Linked DNA regions of Mus musculus: region 2 is linked to region 1. Evidence: chromatin contacts called from public HiChIP or PLAC-seq data. All regions are on one chromosome and are shown on one strand. Each heading gives the region's core, a stretch centred on a gene start, on an enhancer-like site or on the middle of the called end of the contact. The rest is flanking DNA. Distances are from core to core; before and after follow the strand shown.

Region 1 (2,647 bases), core at 61-2,560:
TGTTCACATGCAGATTCTCGATCAAAGCATCAGAGCCACCCCCTACAGAAAAACCCATCAAAAATAAGGAAGGAATATTTGTTTTATTGGATGCATTGTGGCTTCCTCTCTAAGTAGCCATAATTCATTGCTCTGGGCATCAGAAATCACCAGAGGGTACAGGGTAGCTGATAAAGCTAAAAAGGAGGCTGCTCAAGCTTCCTCTGCCAACATCCTGGTAGCTTTGCTGCCCTCTGCACTACCAGCCATTCCTGAATATACTCCTGAAGACAAATGACTTCAGGCAAAATGCCAAGGAGTTTACGGAAGGAATGGATGGTTGCGGACCTCTGAAGGCTGCTCCATTCTATGTTAAGGAGTTTGCTAAACAACTCATCCATCAGATTCATCAAGCTTCACACTCCATCACCCAAAACTGAAGGAACTGCTATGAGGGACAAAGTACAAATATTTGACTTAAGACACGTGGTTGATCTGGTAATCTCGGACTGTGCCACCTGCCAGGGTGTGAACTCCTCAGGCCCCAATCAAGGAGCTGCTCCAGGAACCAGAATCAGGGGTCAACAGCCAGGGGCTAATTTGGGAATAGATTATACAGAAATAAAGCCAGGAACATATGGATACAAGTATTTGCTAGCCAGATAGAAGCCTACCCTAAAGAGAAGGAGACTTCCAATGTAAAAAGACATCATACTGTGGTATGGTTTGCCTACCCTGCTTGGGTCTGACAGTGGACCAACATTCAGCTCTCAGGTAACTCAATCTCTAGCACAGGTTTTGGGAACCAATTAGAAGTTACATTGTGAATACAGACCACAGAGTTCTGGGCAAGTAGAGAAGATAAATTGGACCCTGAAAGAGGCCTTAACCAAATTAGGCCCTGAAACTGGCAGTGATTGGGTGTCTCTCCTACCTTATGTCTTATATAGGACTAGGGACACCCCCTATACAGCCTTCCCACTGTTGCGGTCCTATATGGGAGGCCCCCTCCCTTGCTGCCTAACCTCCAGTCTGATATCTTAGCTGAATATAACCTACATAAGTTTGTTAAATCCTTAGAAGTCCTCCATAGGGTCCAGAAGCAACTCTGGCTGCCATCTGCTAGGTTTATGGGCCTGCTCCTCCCCCATCCTCTATTGATTTGACCCAGGTGACAAAGTCTGGATTAAGAGACATAACCACAAAACTCTGCAACCTCCTTGGAAAGGGTTCACACTGTGATCCTGACCTTGCCTTTGGCTGTTAAGGTGGATGGGATCAGGATAAGGATATACCATTCCCATGTTAATTAAGCTTCCCACAGAGTTGAAGTCCCAGGGGAGGAAACTTACAGGTGAACACCCACAAGAACAATGAAAGGCCATTCTGATGCATATACTTTAGAGAAAATGGTGAAGAAAACAGAGAATTCTGCCAAGCTGGGGGTTACAGAGTGTTTTTGAAAAAAAATAAATAGAGGAGATTATCTATTCACTATTTAGGTTATAAAGTAAGTCAACAACAACAAAAATCTACCACAAAAGATACAGAGAAGAAGAGATCAATTGCAAACTCTTAATGATTTTCAAAAATTAATGGGAGATATTAATTAGTTAGAGCCTATCATTGGATTAGCTACTCAAGAATGAGATAATTTGTTTCAAAGATTACAAAGAGATTGATACTTAAACAGTTGGGGCTGGTGAGATGGCTTCCGAAGGTCCTGAGTTCAAATCCCAGCAACCACATGGTGACTCACAACCACCGTAATGAGATCTGATGCCCTCTTCTGGTACGCCTGAAGACAGATACAATGTACTTACATATAATAAATAAATAAATCTTAAAAAAAAAAAAAAAAGACTTAAACAGTCTAAGATGGTTAACAGCTGAAGCAGAGAGTTAACTCTGGGAGACCAGAGACTGCAAGATGCATATGTAGATTGCCTAGATGCCAAACTTGACTGTATTTTTGTTATTTTGCCTTCAACTCATTCTCCTACTGGGCTCATTATACAAAGAGAAGAGAGTATTATGGAATGGATTTTCTCAGCACACAAACAAAGTAAAAAAAAAAAGAAGAAGACTTACATAGAAAAATGTTCTATTTAATCATAAAAGATAGAATTAGATTATATCAATTCTCATGATGGACCTGGAAGAAATTATAGTGCCTTATAATAATGCTGAGATTATATCATTATGGGTTGTCAATGAAGATTGGAAATAAGCTTATAGCAACTTTTTGGGAAAAATTAACAGCAAGTATCCTAAAAGCAAGCATTTTCTGTTTATAAAACAAAATAACTGGGTTCTCCCATTTATTCTAAAAGGAACACCAATTCCTGAAACACCTACATTCTATATGGATGCAAATAAGTTGTGAATGGCAGGCTACCAGTCAGATACAATGAGCAAAGTAGTTCAAAGTCCATATACTTCAGTTAAAAAAAATCAGTGCTCTGTGCAATTTTTATGATATTATTAGATTTTCCTGAATCCCTTAATATAATTACTGACTCTCAATATGCAGAAAGAGGTGTTCTGCATATAGAAATTTCTGAATTTATTCTGGATAATTCAGAATTAATTTTGTTATTTATATAGCTGCAATAGACAATCAGAAATAGAAACTATCCATTATATATCACCCATATTCAGTCTCATA
Region 2 (2,647 bases), core at 109-2,608, 90 kb before region 1:
AGTCAGTACATTCTAATTATTTTTTACTCAAGTTTGTTCCTGTTAATGGAGAATAGAACTTGGCCTAGCCTTGACCGGAGGCAGGAGGGGGAAGCTGTAAGGAGGGTTTGGGACTGGAAAAGCCCTTAGGGTCCCTCAAAACCCTGTCTCAAAACAAACAACTAAACAACTAAACCAAAAACGAACAAACAACAGAAAGAAAGAAAGAAAGAAAGAAAGAAAGAAAGAAAGAAAGAAAGAAAGAAAGAAAGAAAGAAAAGAAGGGAGGGAGGGAGGAAAGAAGGAAGGAAGGAAGGGAAAAAACGCATCCAGGAACTAGAAGAACGAGGAGGTAAAGAGATTGATAGCACTCCCTAGAACGACAGGGTCTCACTATGTAGCTCTGGCTGTTGTGTCATCCAGGCAGGCCTTGAACTCATGGAGATCTGCCTATCTCTGTCTCCCAAGCTCTAGGATTAAAGGCATGAGCCACTATAGCCAGCAGGATTGGATGTTTTGTAGTCCAGTCCTATCTAACCATCGTAGACCTTAAGAATATATTTACAACACAATATTATTCACAATAAAGTTTCTTCTTCACCACAGCTAGGAGCAGCCATGACATTTCCTTTCCTTTTTATTTCTTTTTTCTTTATTCACCCACCATCCTTTTCCATGCTAGAGCAGGTAGCTAAACCTCCAGAACACACTGCTTCATTCATTTATGATGCATTACAAAGATGAAATCTCAGGGAGGTCAGGCGATCATGGGAGGTGTGGTTGCACAGGGGGCACTGTTCCCCCAATACTTGTTTTGTTTTGTTGCCACCCCGGAAGCTCTCCAAACCTTATCAGTTATAGGTTTTTATGGAGGCTTCATTACACAGGTGATTAAATCTTTGTCCAGGCTGAATCCATTTCTGGCCCCTGTCCCTTAACAGAGGTGGTGGGGCGGGGAAAGTACCAATTCCCCTACTAGGTGTTTACCTTGAAAGAGCCCTAGGTGACTCTCACCTATGCATGGAGGAAGAAGCTCAATATGAATAACAGAAGGCTCTCAGTACTCATCTATCACTCAGGAAATTCCAAGGATTCTGATGCAGCGTCTCTGAAAGCCACCAAAGCCAAAGGTATATTAGAATAAAATATTCTCCCTTTATCTCTGTCATTCAGGACCTTACAAGGGTGTCAGGAACTGGGACAAACACAAGTCCTGGTTAATTATTTTATGTCAATTTGTTAGAACTAGAGTCTTCGGGGAAGGGAGAACCTCAATTGAGAAAATACCTTCATCTTGTAGGCAAGTGTATGGGCATTTCATTGTTTAATGATTGATGTGAGAGGGAATGGTCCTTGGCAGATGGGCCTGGGTTGTGTAAGAAAGGAAGCTGAGCAGGCCGGTAAGCAGCCTTCCTCCATGGCCTCTGGCCTCTGCTTCATTCACTGCCTCCACTCTCCTGCCTTGAGTTCCTACCCTGACTTCTTTTTCTTCCCCAAGTTACTTGGATCATGGCCTTTTATTACAGCAATATAAAAATAACTAAGACAACATTGTGATGAGAAAAACCAGGAGCAAACACAGGAATGTTTCAATGTGAAATTTTTTTTATGGCTAGACTAAACTTGCAATCTCACTGGAAGTAGGAGTGAGAAGTAGCCCTGACTAAAAAGCAAGGGAACCTTTTATAGTCAGGCTCTGTCTGACCTTTGATTGCAAAAGCAGCATTTTTTTATTTTTATTTTTTTTGATTTTCGAGGCAGGGTTTCTCTGTATAGCCCTGGCTGTCCTGGAACTCACTCTGTAGACCAGGCTGGCCTTGAACTCAGAAATCTGCCTGCCTCTGCCTCCCAAGTGCTGGGATTAAAGGCATGTGCCACCACCGCCCGGCGCAAAAGCAGAATTTTTGCAGTTAGTAAATTAGTTAGCTATTTTTATGATTATGGGAAAAGATATATGTTATGGTGTTATGGTCAGCCAGTTCTTGTAACATATAATAAAACAACAGAAACAACTTAGGACATGTAAATCACAAGATTATAAAGGAAGAACAAGTAAAAAGCACACCAAACGAACAAAACCAACAAAAACAAACAAAAAACCAGGCTTGGCCTTTAATCCCAGCACTCGGGAGGCGGATTTCTGAGTTCGAGGCCAGCATGGTCTACAAAGTGAGTTCCAGGACAGCCAGGGCTACACAGAGAAACCCTGACTCGGAAACCAAAAAAAAAAAAAAAAAAAAAAAAAAAAACCACAAGCTTGGACATGATTACAGAAGAAACACCACAGGGAACTACATAGAAATAAAGCAAATTTTTTTTTTTTTTTTTTTTTTTTTCAAGACAGGGTTTCTCTGTATAGCCCTGGCTGTCCTGGAGCTCACTTTGTAGACCAGGCTGGCCTCGAACTCAGAAATCCGCCTGCCTCTGCCTCCGGAGTGCTGGGATTAAAGGCATGTGCCACCACGCCGGGCTTAAAGCAAATTCTAACACTATGTTTCACTAAAAAAGGAGGAAAAATGGAGTTAGTTGGCCCTTAACAGACAAAACAAATTATGTGTTTCTTACTATATGTATGTCAAGCTCAATTCCATTAGATCCATGCCTTCAAAAGAGGAAGACAGATAGAGCTTTCCTCCTCTCAGCAAACTTGACAACATCAAGGAAAGGC

What was found. HiChIP or PLAC-seq counts read pairs in DNA pulled down with a chosen protein or histone mark.
Region 2: a contact with region 1 is called in an H3K27ac HiChIP or PLAC-seq map of embryonic stem cells, with 33 read pairs. The contact joins two enhancer-like sites. A contact is called at or near these places in 1 of 39 promoter capture datasets (3T3-L1-derived adipocytes), 11 of 484 Hi-C or Micro-C datasets (B cells, the G1E-ER4 cell line, bone marrow-derived macrophages and 7 more), 5 of 115 datasets of contacts at active chromatin or transcription factors (bone marrow-derived macrophages and embryonic stem cells) and 2 of 9 other capture datasets (adipose tissue and liver).

What each region holds. Positions count from the first base shown.
Region 1 is chr6:37,766,459-37,769,105 of GRCm38.p6, reverse strand. No RefSeq gene overlaps it. Among named protein-coding and RNA genes, the nearest start is that of Gm38791, 53 kb to the right of the region's middle. Within about 2 kb of position 1,310, at least 8 of the 459 cell types and tissues checked have an H3K27ac peak or open chromatin away from gene starts, as enhancers often do. A contact at or near this core is called in embryonic stem cells, where this site is marked.
Region 2 is chr6:37,856,107-37,858,753 of GRCm38.p6, reverse strand. No RefSeq gene overlaps it. Among named protein-coding and RNA genes, the nearest start is that of Trim24, 13 kb to the left of the region's middle. Within about 2 kb of position 1,358, at least 13 of the 459 cell types and tissues checked have an H3K27ac peak or open chromatin away from gene starts, as enhancers often do. A contact at or near this core is called in embryonic stem cells, where this site is marked.